2 separate regions of the Pogona vitticeps genome follow, and region 1 is linked to region 2. Evidence: chromatin contacts called from public Hi-C data. All regions are on one chromosome and are shown on one strand. Each heading gives the region's core, a stretch centred on a gene start, on an enhancer-like site or on the middle of the called end of the contact. The rest is flanking DNA. Distances are from core to core; before and after follow the strand shown. Region 1 holds the start of POLRMT (RNA polymerase mitochondrial). Region 2 holds the start of CDC34 (cell division cycle 34, ubiquitin conjugating enzyme).

Region 1 (6,644 bases), core at 394-2,893, 140 kb before region 2:
TCTCAAGGGTGAAGGTGGTGACATGGGTGGGGAAAGTCCAATGTGCATTGTGTGTAGCTATTAAATTTGCATTTTAGTTTTAATATTAAATAAAATAATAATAATGAAAAGGAAATAAACAGGCTTTAAACATCTGTAAAAAAAGAATTAAACAACTATTATATTCAAATAGTAAATAAAATCCAAATTTTGCCACCTTGGGTTCTTTTTAAGGAGAAAGACGGGCTAAAAATGTTTTAAATGATTTAAATAATGATAAATATTATAACACATTTAAAGCAACAGAGCACAACAAAATGGATTTTTGTTCTCTGCTGTACGCTTAGACCACTCGCTCTGTGGAATCAAGAGAAAAATTAAAGTTAAGTGGCTACAGCCCACTTTGTGGTGCGTGTGTGTGTGTGATGGAGGCTTACCATTTCACAGGGCTCTTGCAAGCCTCCGGCAGCCTGTCCTGCCCACACCCTGTGACAACTGCTGTGTTCACACAGGATTCCGTCACAAGGCTGCCTTGGAAGCTGCCTCCCTCCCGGCCTGCCTTATTAAACCCTGGATTAAATCTCTGCCAGCTGAAAGGAGGGAAGGTTTATGGCTTAAGAGTCGTATCTCCCCTGAAAGGCTTGTGCCATATAAGGGTCCAGAATCGTTCGGCAGAGAGAACGGGGTAACACAGGAGTGGCTTATTTGTGAAGGAAGGCTATTTCTAAGTGTTTAAAAACAAAAATAAAAAAAATTGGATAGCAAGAACTTGGAATCCTTGGTCTTGACTGGCCTATTTTCTTTACACGAATGGAGGGGATCAGGCTGGAGGGGGGAATCCCTTGAGAAAAAGAGAGCCAGGTTTCTGTATCTTTAATAGTGACAGGTAATCCCTCGAGAAAAAGAGAGCAAGTATTATCTTTAATAGTTACAGGTGGATGAACTTTCAGCAGGTGTAGCTTGCATCCATACTTGCAACCTGATGAAATTTCTTCCACTCTTAAATGATTAAAACAATTATTAAAGCTACAGGAGCCCAATCCATTTTTTTCCTTCTCTTTTTTCTTTTTCTGGGTGTGGGTGAGAAGCTTTGGGAATGTAGAAAAACATCACAATTTCCTCCAGGCCAAGGGGGTCAGACAAAGGTGCATTTTATCCCCTGATCCATTCAATCTGCATGCAGAACATCTCATATGGAAAGCCAGGCAAGATTCAGATGTAGGAAGAGTGGGAATTGGTGGAAGAAACATCAGTGATCTCTGATAGTCAGGTCTTTTTAAAGGAGAAAGGTGGGGGAAAATATTTTGAATCAATGAATATTTATTTTAAAAAATGAAGTAATAAATAAATTAATGACATTGGCAGCAATTAATTACTGGCAGCAGTGGCTTGAATTTTCCTTTACCCCCAGTCCCCCGAATATTTACAATATCATCTCTCCCCATAGAAATTAATGAAAATAATAATTCCCCCCCACACAACTTGGAACTTTTTTATTATTATTACAAAACTCAGAATGCTGACTGGGAGGTTCTGGGAACTGTAGTCCAAAGGCTGGTTGGAGGATTCTGGATGCTCTACTCCCAAAAAAGGAAGCAGCGATAGCGACGGTAATTAAAACTAAATTCACTTTTCCAGTCTTCAAAATATACTTAAAAATAAAAGTGCGGACCCGGAAATGACCTCTCCGAGCCGCTCCCTCACTCTTTCTTTTATTTCATCTAGGCACCGCTCCACGCGGCCTGGATCCCGTTCCTCGCAGCGCCTGCTGGGAGACGTAGTCCCGGGGCAGCCTCCGCGGCCCCTTCCCACGCTGGCAGCCGATTGGCGGAGCGGGTCAGGAAGGCACAGGGAGGAGGAGCCGGGAGGAGCGAGCGCGCCGCGCAAGCGCACCAGGCGGGGAGGCAATGTGGGTTGCCTGGAGCAGGCTAGGCAGAAATGTGGGGGGCTTAGTGGGGGGCAAAGGGGGGCCATGTCCATGTTGAAGCTGCAGGGGGCGCTGCTGCGGGGTACAGGTAGGTGTGGCCAGAGGTAAGGGGGCGGGGTTAGGAATTAGCCCCCCACACTTCCAGCGCCCCCATTTGTGGAAAGGGGTGAATTCCTGAACCCCACTCTTCATGGGGGGCTGCATGGCCCCCCCACAGCTCAGCCCCCCATATGTCTTGCCACAGGAGGAGAGCTGGTGCCCCTCTTTCTTGGGGGGTGCGTCTGGCAGTTCCACCTTTCTGTTATATTCAATGTATATTATATTCTCTATTCTGCTCCCTTTATATAAAGGGAGGGTCTCACCTCCTCCTTATTTGGGGGGGGGAGTGGTGATTCTCTTTTAAACCTGGCTTTTCTGGGGCTGAAAGTCTAGCAGCAGATGCCCCCCCCAGCCGCTCCCCACCCTCCAAAACAAAAAGCCCGCCCACCCTCTGCGGATCCTGAATTTCAATGGGTGGGAATATTGCCATGTTGGGGGGGGGCATGTGATTCTGCTTTGGGTCCTGAAGTAACCTTTTGGGGTTCGGCTTCTGTTGTTTGGTCCTTTCACAGTCTCGTCCGGATCGTCCCCTCCTTCCTTTTGTAGGGAGTTTGGAAATCTGCCACACAGCCGTGGGATCGTTTATTTCGAAGGGTTGCTTCTACCTGGATTAATCCCGAGTGGTTACGCTAAAATGATACTGTCATCCTTATAGACCTCGGAGATGGGGGGAGTTTGGGGTCTCTGGCTGTGGAGCCACAGGTTCAGAGTTTGAATCCCCCTCCTGGGAGAAGAGCTTGGTTATCCTTGGGCTGGCACCTCGTCCCAGGAGAAGGGAAGGATAAATCACTTCTGAGTATTTTCTACTTGGGAGACCCTGAAAATGGTGGCTATAAATCAGAACTGATTTGATGGCCCAGTGGTGTGTGGTGAGTAGTGGATAAGAGGGAGGAACTAGGCTTCCTTGACCTGGGATCAGATCTGGCCATGGAAACTCCTTGGGGGCGTGTTCACCTCCCTCACCCCATGGTCATGATAAATTGGTCCCAGTTTGTGGGTACATAAAATAACAAGTGGTTTTAAACTTTTTTTTTAAAAAGCAGGGGGCCAGCAACTAGGAAAAAAAATCAGATTTCTCTGTTAGCGTGTCAGCGAATGAAAAGGGAGGGGGGATGCAAAAACAGAGACAATGGATAGAAAAAGTGCGATAGCATGTGAATAATTAGGAAATTTGTTTTAATGTGACCTTCCAAATCTCAGAAAGTGGCCTTTTAATCCACAAAAACTGATCAGGGGAGAAATCTGTTAGTTTTTAAAGTGCTGCTGCCTTTCTCCCCTACACACGTGCCTTTTTTCCTGCTCAGTTCCGTCAACCTATTATTATTGTTGTTCTCATCCTCGTGAATCTTACTGTCCTCGAAAGCGGCCCTAATTTCCCCCTTTTGCTTTTAATGTTGTGGTTGCTGCTGCTGGCCAGCTTCCTGCTTGCATTCTGCCCTTGTGGAAGAACAACCCCGCATGAGTTTCCCAGGTTTTGACAAGTTCTCCTGGTTTAAGAACCAGGGTTGGGCAAAATAAAATTCAGATATACTGTATTTTCCGTCGCTCATTTGTGCACATCTTAATACCCTGTGGCATAAAACAGGATTTTGTTCCCTGATCACCTGTGGGAGACTTTGTCTGACCCTTAAGGTGAGCCACTGAATCCTTGTAAGCCAAATTTCCTGCCTTGTGGTTTAAACCGGCAGTGTTTTCAGAATCTTGAGGACCAGAAACTTAGCGTGGTGTTTTGATCTAGGACTGTTGCTCAGCAGGGAAGTCGTGGCTGTCTCCCCAAAACATTGTCCTACCCTGGTTTTGCAATTTTTTTTCCTAACAAAGCCAGCAGGTGAATCTAAGGGGCGAGAGTTCCTAAAAATGTAACTTCTGAGGTTCTGAACACACCTCCTCCTTGCCTTACAGAAAGCCTGCGGGTCGGGTTAAGGAGTTACTCATTGACTGAGATGAAGGAAGAAGCCCGGAAAAAACTGCTCTGGGAACAGGTGGAGTTAGTGGAAGGTAAGTAAGTATTTTTAAAAAAGAATCTACACCAGTGGAAATAAAGGCAGCCGTTTGTACCCTCGTCACGCACCTTTGTGGCCACAATCACTGAATCTCCCATTAAGTCCTGCAACCAAAACACACACACACCGCATTCTGTATCCTGTCTAAAGGACTGGCAGCCAGTGAAAAACGAGGTGGTTTCTCCAAAGCAAGAGCTGAACATCTTGTGGTTAGGGTCTTGTCTGGTCGCAGGGTACTGGGTTCAAATCCTCTGTCATGAAAAACCCACACTCCTTCTGCCACCCCGATCTTTCCCGCTGGGCTGGTGTGATGCTGGAAACAGAAAAGAAGTTAGCTGGCTACAGCACCTTAAGGCCATTGGGGAAAACATCAATAATTGGTAATAAATGCATAGGGCTTCTTTTGCTAAAATCCTGTTCCATAGTTAACACCTGCAGAAGGCAGGCGTTTTATCAGGTCAGGCCTTTTTCCCTTGGTCTCACCACCTTCACAGGTCCATTTTGTGGGCACCCAGGAGAGGAGGGCCTTCTTCTTTATATAGAGAGAGAGACTCTGGAACTCTCTGCCACTGGAGGCCAGCCTGGCCCCATCTGGGCTCTCCTTCTGCAGGCAAACCAACAAGACCTTCCTCTCCCTTAATGACCAACTGCGTAAGAGGGTTGTAAGAACGGGGTGGTTTGAATTTTCTTGCTTCTGAATCTGTTTTAATTCTGCTTTTACCTAACCTTTGAAATATAGGCTTATTCGTTCTTTTTTAATATTTGAATAATCCACTGCTTTTAGCTTTTCATATTTGTGTTTTTAACGACGCAAGCTCCTTTGGCTCCTCTTTCAGGGGAAAGGCAGGGCAAAAAGAGTAAGGGGCGTAAAGAACGCTTTAAATAACGTTTCAAAGTCCAGCCGGCGCTTTCTGTGTCAAAATCAGCCTTGTGGCCTTTCTTCCCTTTGGCTTTGCTGTCTCCCCAGTCTTGGAAGCGAGGGTGAAGCAGCTGCAGGCCGACACGGGGCCAGAGGCGCTGGTGGAGCGGGTCTTCGTGTCCGGGCTGAGGAGGGGCGCCGGTCAGCCGGCCGCCCCATTGCCGAAGGCGTGGGTGCCAAAAAAGCCGGCCCCGAAGGACGACGACCGCGGCGTCACCCCGCCGAGCCGGTGGATGGAGAAGCTGCACCGAGAGCGACTGGTGAAGCGGAAGCAGCTCGAGGAACTGCAGACCGGGCTGAGGTGGAGGGACTCCTCAGGGGCCAAGGCCAAGCCGAGCCGGTCCCCGCCAAAAGAGAGCGATGACTTGCCCCCTGCCCTGAAGATGGGACCCGGCCAGACGAAAGGAAAGCGACTGCCGAGCAGCGCCTCTGAGGAAGGACTGGCCCCCGCCAAGCCCGCCCTCGGTCACCGGGAGGAAGTGGAGGCTCGCCCAGAGCAGCCGCCGGCCCCCGCGGAGGCGAAGGGCGACGAGAACTTCCGGCTGAGCCTTTTGGCCTACCTGGAGACCTGCGTCTTCTTGCGACAGCTCGACCGCGCCCAGCGGTGCCTCGCCTTCTACCACCACCGCCGGCAAAAGGTGCTGGACCTCCGGATGTACAACCTCGTCATGCACGGCCAGGCCAAGCAGGTAGCTGTCCTGTCTGGCATGTTTTCTCTTGGCCTGCTAGGTCGGCGGGCGCAGCCTCCTTCTGGAGGACTCGATCCTGGCACCAGCTGGCTGGATCGCGCAGGGGTTGAGGTCTCAGGCTGCAGAGCCGGAGGTTGGGAGTTTGAATCCCCCCCATGGTTTGCCTCCCGGGGGGGGGGGAGAAGTGCCAGCCTGGGTGGCCTTGAGCAAAAGCTGCACATTGGTCCCAGGGATCTCCCCCCCCACCCCCCAAAGAAGGGAAGGATCAGCCACGTCTCTGCCTCGGAAACCCTGAAAAGGGTCACCGTCCATCAGACTTGGTTTGATGTCATGCGCCCGTCCGCACTCGCACCCACAGAGCTGAGCCCCAAGGGGTTGAGTTCAGGATTCACCTCTTTGACCATGTCAGTCGCCCTTCCTTCGCCTTCGCGCCACGTGGGGCGATGATTCCCCCCAGTATGCAGGCAGCCACGTGGGGTTTGCTTTTGCACCGTGAGCGCCGCTGCACCCCAGTTTCAGGACTCACGTGGAAGCGGTTGTGAGCCAGGCAGGGCGGCACCATGGCTTGGGAACCGGGAAGACCCCTGGGTTGAATCCTGTCCCGGCGGAGCGCACCCCGTCAGCCTGGCCCCAGTCCCTGGTTCTCCCTTTCCACCTCCCTCGCAGGGGGTGGAGAAAGCCCAGGCGGCCGTGGGCCAGTGGCTGAGCACCAAGCGGTCGAATGTCGAGCGTCCGGTTCCCCCCTCTGTTTTCCCAACGTCTTCCCCCTCCTCCCAGGGCGCCCTCCGGCAGGTGGCCTCTGTGTTCCGGATGCTGGACGAAGTGGGACTGGACCCGAACCCGGATTCCTACGTGGCTGTGCTAAGTTGCATGGGGCGCTCCGAAACCCACCCCGACTTAATCGAGAGGTAACGACCACGCTTTTGTACGTAAAACCTCCAAAGCAGCTGGGAGGGCTGACGAAGCCCCAGAAACCCTCCGGGCAATGCGGGGTCACCTGTTCTTGATCGCCTGACTCTACCTCGCGG
Region 2 (6,857 bases), core at 3,876-6,375:
AACCAATGGCACGGGAAGGCGCCCCAAAGCCTGAACCCCGGCTGGGTAACATGCTGGCAAGCCTTCTGTTGCCATTACAGCATCTCAACCCATGGCTGGGGAAGCCTCCCAAAGTATAACCCCTGGGCTAAGCCTGCACTTTACCGGGTTCTCAAAAACAGGACAAGAGAACAACACACTCCAGTTGGCTTTATTTGGTTTATTTTGCGTACTCCGGGTGAGTCAGGCAACACCAACATCAAACAGACACTCCTTGGATGTCGTTTTACCAAGAACTGACTCACTGTGCCTTCGTTTTGAGCACCACCCAAATCTCAGCTCCGATTCCCGGCTGCCCAGGCCCATCCACCCTTGCCCGGGGCAATGGAGCAACACCCTTGGGTAACGGAGTGTCGACTCTCCGGCTTCTCACTTTAGACCATCAGCAGACACACATAATGGATCGCGGGCGGACGGGCAAGGAGACGTAGTGAAACGGATCAGATCTGGGAATAGGAAGCTGCCCCAAGTAGACTTTGTCTAGGGGGGGCGGGGTAAAAATCTAATAAAAGTTTTAAAAAAAGTTTAAAAAAAAGATTGCCCTCCATCACAAACCTGGTTAGGGGGCTGCCCACTTGTGAAAAGAGCAGCTTTTCAAGAACATGGGGAAATGCGCCTTGGGATATCGCAGGAAACAGACCGGCTACAGACAGAACAATGCCCTTCCATGCCAAGAGAAGATGATGGGAGGGCAGGCTCGGATCTTTACTTCAATGCTGGAGGCATCCTAAAATTGCAGAGTTGGTCAGGGACACCTAAAGCGAAGCAGTCTGAGACCCTGTGGATGCAGGACCTCCCTCCCCGAGATGGGCTCCCAAGCTCTGTTTAAATGCCTCTCGCGAAAGACAGCACGCTACCCTTGCAAGGTAGGACATGCTACTGCTCAGCGCTCTTTCTTCGTCTTTAGGGTGAACCTTCAAAACCTCTAGGAATCCTGAAAACCTGGAGAGTGGCTGCTCGTCATGAAGTTACACGGGTCAAAGGTCCGATGGAGGAGAAATCTGAACTTTTATCTCTCAGGCCGAAATATTTCTGCAAAAGCTATATGGTGGGAAGAAGCCAAGACGGTCTTTGGTGCAGAAGGTGGGAAAGTGACAGACAGACACAGACAGACCTCCCATCCCAGAATGATCTAGCCAGTATGACAGCCCTAATGTTATAAAAGCTTGGGACGGGGGGGGGGGGGGAGGAGCTGGCTTTGGGGTGGGGGGAACGAGAGACACTCAGTGTTTCTAGAAAGGTTTGTCCCCATGAAGGGATTCTCTCCTCCGCTTCCAGAACAGCAGAAAAAGGCCTCACATGGAAAAATCAAAATTGAACAGAAGGGGAAACCTGGCAGAACGCACCGTTCTCTCTCTCTCTTTTTGTTAAAGAAGCACTAAATCAATCAGAGAAACAGACACACTTTTTCCTGGTGGAAGCTGGCCAATCCGATATTTGCACATAGAGGGGCTGTTCCTGGTTTTGATGACGAAACGCGCCTTACCTACACAAATCAGCTCTTCACGTCACCCAGTCCTGCTTCCCCACAAGGTTGAAAAGTGAACGGTGCGGGATCAAGTCCCCGGGAACAAATCAAGTGTTTTTTCCCGTGGCCAGCTGGCTGCCCCGGGTAGAAACCAACAAGCAGGACTAGAGCCTCTTGTACTCCTCACCTACCGCATCTATAAGTACTCCCTGAGATAGACTACTCCTGGGAATGGAAGGTCAGTCTCGGTATTATAATAAACCTCCATGAGAGGAGCCCATCTTGTCTGGCTTCTTATTCAGAATAACCCCCTTCCCTATATGACACCTCGGTATCTATAATGGTCACGTGGCAGAAATTATTTAAAGCAACCGTTTCTGGATTTCCCCCCTCTGATGAAACCCGTCTAGGTGGCCAGCTGGACAACTTGCTCGCAGGTTAATTCCCAAAATGGCTCATAAAGCGGTAGCGCTCCACAGTTTCAGAGAAAGCACGGGGGAGGTACCCCCCCAATCCACATGGAAATGTCAGTTTTCACCACTAAGAGAAAGCTAAGTTCCAGTCCTCATGAAGAGAGAGCTGGCTGAAATGAGAAGCTCCGGGAGGCAAAGGCAGATAGCAGATCGGAGTGACGGTCTGCTTGGAGGAGTACAGTATTTTATAAACCAGCCGCCATGATGTTCCCAAAACTGAGCAGCAATCCTTCACCCTTGGAACCTTCTGCCACTAGAGCTATGCACCTTCCCCATTCCGAAGGGTTAAGAATGCTGGGACTTGTAGTCCAAAATGCCTGAGGGCTACCAGGGTGAGCAAGGCTCTGGTTACAGCCCACTGTCTAACACAAGCTCATTAAGCGGTTCTTTCGGCCTGCAATACAGGGAAGACACCAGCGTCCTACAGCGACCCTCTTCTGCTGGGTTCACTTAAAAAGGATAGGCGCACCAAAGACTTAATATCTGCCTGACTCATGTGGGGAAGAGGCCATCGTTTTGGTTTGCTCATTGCTGGCGGCCTTCAGCAACACACCCCAGGGAGGTGTATGTTTTAAGATGTCCCTGGAAGGAAGTCGCCAACTCCAGGTTGACTCAGACAAGCACCCTTTCCGCCCAGTCCAGCCAGTACGGGAAATGTCGGGTTGCCCCATGTGACCTCGTTGGCCAACCTTCGTCTGGGAAGCCGAGTCTTCTTGCCAAATCTGTGTGATCTACTGGCCCTTTGCCCAGATAGACAAAATGTCACCTCTGGGGCTCCCGCTGGAACAGGGAAGAAAGTATGGCCGCACGCAATGGCACAAAGAGGAGCGTTCTCTCACTCTTCTCTTCTGACGCACGCTAACCATGGTTTAGCACACCTTTGAAACCCTAAACCCCGGTTAGCATCCAAGGTGGTTTGCGGAAACGAAGCCAGCTTCATAAAACTATGATCAAAAGTTCTTTCTACCAGTCATAATCATCTTGGAACGGCAGAGCTGGAAGGCACCCCTAAAGATCATCCAGTCCAGCCCCTGTCCACGAGGCCCAGTGGGTGGAATCAAACTCCTAACCTCTGGCTCTGCTGGCAGATGCCGAAACCATGGAATTATAATAATAGCGTAACACCTCTTCCAGCCCTCTAGACCTTGTGAGTGAAGGGGAACACAGCCCTCCAGCGGCGCACAACTACAATTCCCATCACCCTTGATTAGTGCTTTGCAATTCAATGCCCATAAGTTGTAAAACCCTTAAAGTTTCAGTGCTTGGATATCTAGATTCAAGAGGAGGGTGAGGAGAACGGATTGTCTGAAATCCACCTTCCAAATCATTCTCCTTCCAGATGCTGAACTACAACTCTCATCATCTTCAACCAGCACAGCCAGGGGCCGCCAGGTTGGGTGTGTGTGTGTGTGTGAGTGTATTTCCATGAAAGGTTGGCCACTTACGGCCCTCCCTCCCTCACACTGCTCCATGAGTGCAACACATTAATTGGGTTGTTTACAGCAGGATAAACACAGTAGACATTAAGTTAGATTAAATGGGTAAACAACACTCAAGCAATGCTCTTAATATTGTCAGCTGCCTTGGGTACTCCTCTTCAGGAAGAAGGCGAAGCACAAACACTTTAAACAAATAATCAGGTTTATGCTGTTTATGACAGTGGATATGACACACTCAAAATTCCTGGTGTGTAACTGGAAACTATCCCTGTTGTAAGAAATGATTCCCCACGAATGAGGTCACGGCGGATAAAAGGACAAAACATGAGACTTTACAGCATGTTACTTCACATGTTTACTCAGAAGTAACTCGGCACTCCACCAGGGGGTGATTTATTATTAGAAAACTGAATTACAGGTACTCAGAAAAAGGGCAGGTTGGCAAGGGTCAAGAAACACCTCCAGGTCAGAAACTCTGCCAAAACAACAGCTTTAAATATTAATATTTTAATTCATGTTTATTTCAACTCAGGGTTATCTAGATGTGCGCAGTTAGACATTCCTCTCAACTGGGTCAATTTTGGGGATCTGAGCCCCGAAAAGTACAATTTCAAACCTTGGTTGTAATATAGAAGATGATGGTATTCACACCGTACTACTGTTTACACTTCCTCATATTAGTACACTTCTAGATTGACTTGAAACCCACAAAACGAAATGATTTTACTGCTCTCTCTTCATTCTGCTTCCCCCTTATTGTTTCTGCCGTCTCTTTCCTATGTTTCGCCTTGACAAAACTCAATTGATGTTTATCATCTCCTTTGGGACTCTGCCTTCGAAAAATATTTACATGTAAATCTGTAAAGCGAAACTTGACTGTCGACATTTGGGGATTTATATGATTTAAGACTCCGGCAAGATTAAGGAGTTTAAAAAGCCTGTCCTTAGAGCCGGATAGTCTTAAGAAGTTGGAAGGTTCACTTTTCCTCCCTGCTTCATCTCCAGAATGAACTCGAGCCAGGAATGAGCGGGGGGGGGGGGAAGGGGAACGGACGGACACGGACTACAACTCCCAGGACAAAGCCCAGCCGGAACGCGGAAACTTACTTTTCAACAATTACAAGCTCCCAGGCTTGGAGGTCTCTTTTTTGGGGGGGGGGCATCATCCCCCTATGGGCTTTCCTTCTTTGGACTCCAAGCCCCACCCCCCCTTCCGGGCTCTCCTTCTCTGGACTGGCTGGGGACGATGGGGCTTGTAGTCTCCCCCCAACTCTTTGTTTTGTGTGTCTTTGTGTGAGATTCCTCCTCTTCTTTTTTCCCTCCTCCCTTCCTCGCTCCTCCCTGCCCCTCACCTTGAAGTAGCCGCCCTCGTAGTGGGTGTTGGGGGGCCCGAAGATGGCCACCTCCCAGTGGTAGAGGTCCCCCTCGTCCACTAGGCTGACGCGGAAGCCCTCCACGGGCTCCTCCTGCAGCCCCTTCAGCTCCAGCAGCAGCGCCTTCTGCGAACTGGGCACCGCCGGCCGCGCCATGCTCGCCGCCGAGACAGGAAGAGGTAGGCCCCGAAAGAAGCCGGGGGCTCGCGTGAGCGCAGCGGCCGGGGGCAACGGGTTGGGCGCAGGGAGGCGGGACTCCAAGGAGCGCCGCTCGCTGGAGGAGGAAGAGCCGAGCGCCCAACGAGCTCCGCGCGCGGGGTGACCTGGGAGGCGTAGTTCTGAGGGGGAGGGTCAAGGAAGAAGGGGCGGGGGGCGAGCAGCCCCGCCTCTTCGCCCGCGCCAAGGCCAATGGAAGGTGGCTCCAGAGGAGGCAGAAGGCGGGGCCGGGAGGGGGTACCACCGGGAAGGACTACAGCTCCCGAGAGCCTCTGGGAGGAGCCTCTTGGGGGCGAAGGGAAAAAAAGAAAAGAGACGTCAGGAAGACATTCGCTAATAAGACTCTCGGGAGGGAGGCCTGGCGAGTGGGGCGGAGCCTCGAGAGAGACATAGAGCTAGGTCAATTAGAGCGATATCCCCTCTCTCCCACCTCCGAATTTTCAGCCCGCCTAATTCTTGTCATCAGCAATTAGGTGTAAAGGTTCCCATTGACAATTTTTTTGTCCAGTCGTGTCCGACTCTAGGGGGCGGCGCTCATCCCGCTCTTCAAGCCATAGAGCCAGCGTTTTGTCCGAAGACAATCTTTCCGTGGTCACATGGCCAGTGTGATTTAGACACGGTGTACAGATCGTTAATCCTGCAGTTAATTATGATGGGCAGGTGAGCTCTTGGGGATGTGTATATAGATACAACACTGTATCTATAAAGGGCTCCATGGTTTCAGGTCTCTGGATGCAGATGGATAAGTTGGGAGTTCAAATCCCCCCAGTGGGCTTCTTTGATAGGGGCTGGATTGGATGATCTTTAGGGATCCCTTCCAGCTCTCCAGTTGTTGTTGTTGTTGTTGTTGTTGTTGTTGTTGCTGCTGCTGCTGCTGCTATTGTTGTTGTTGTTGTTTTGTTGTTGTTAAATAATATAATGAATACTGTATATATTATGTATTTATAAACTATTAGCTATATTTGACTATTATATTTATGTTAAAATTATATTTTTTTATTTATTTAAAATATTTTGTATGCCATTTTTCTCCTTGAAAAGGTCCCAAGGCTGCTTATAGCAATGAAAGACAATATTTAAAGTTGAAAACAATGAGGATACAACAGTGGTTAGAAGACAATATCTAAAACTATGAACTATGAATAAGATGCATCTTAAGGCAGAGATCAATAATTATAAATAGCTGCTATCAACCTTGTTATTTATTGTTGAGCATTTCTTTACAATATTTATACCCTGTCTTCTTTGTCACAAGGCAGCTTATAACATTAAAAATAAAACAATTTAATATTAACAGCAAACTTGAAAACCAAAACAGCAGCCCAACCCCTAGGCTCCAGGCCACTGAAGTCAAGCTTGCCAGATGTATATCCCACATTTATATAAAGATGTCCATCTATCTCTTCTTAGTTAACGGGCACATGAAGCAGGTGTCTTCCCCAGGGAAGTTGGGTGGCCTCTTGTGAGAAAGCACAGGGATTTTTATTTATCTATTTAGAAGAGTGTGCCGCTTCTGGCATTCCAGAAAAAGCAAGGTGTGAGCTGCCTTCTTTCCAACGTCAAAGCAGGAGGAGGGCGAGAACTGGTTGTGATGATTTGTGTTTTTATGTGTATTAGAGTGGGATATGTAGTCCTAAGATTGTCCCAATAGCATCCATTTTGAGTTAAAGTCTGTTCTGTAGTAGGAAAGTTTTACATGCTGTTCCAGAGAAACTTCACTCTCTGGTTATCTCGTTGCTAAGATGAGCAGAGAGCAGAGAGTTTCGTAGTCAAAATAATTCTGCCACAAAGAATGATAACAACTGAAGCTCCATGAGAAAGTTAGGCGGGACAACAAGGCCCAGGAGGC

What was found. Hi-C and Micro-C count contacts between places; a contact is called where the count stands out from the background.
Region 1: a contact with region 2 is called in a Hi-C map of muscle, with 4 times the contacts expected there. The contact joins the promoter of POLRMT here to the promoter of CDC34 in region 2. A contact is called at or near these places in 2 of 2 Hi-C or Micro-C datasets (blood and muscle).

What each region holds. Positions count from the first base shown.
Region 1 is chr7:18,778,717-18,785,360 of PviZW2.1, reverse strand. It overlaps POLRMT (RNA polymerase mitochondrial), which reads left to right and starts at 1,643. Exons shown (of 21, transcript XM_020794159.3): 1 at 1,643-1,994; 2 at 3,908-4,003; 3 at 4,976-5,616; 4 at 6,394-6,524. The coding sequence starts at 1,658.
Region 2 is chr7:18,639,035-18,645,891 of PviZW2.1, reverse strand. It overlaps CDC34 (cell division cycle 34, ubiquitin conjugating enzyme), which reads right to left and starts at 5,125. Exons shown (of 5, transcript XM_020794212.3): 1 at 4,772-5,125. The coding sequence starts at 4,948.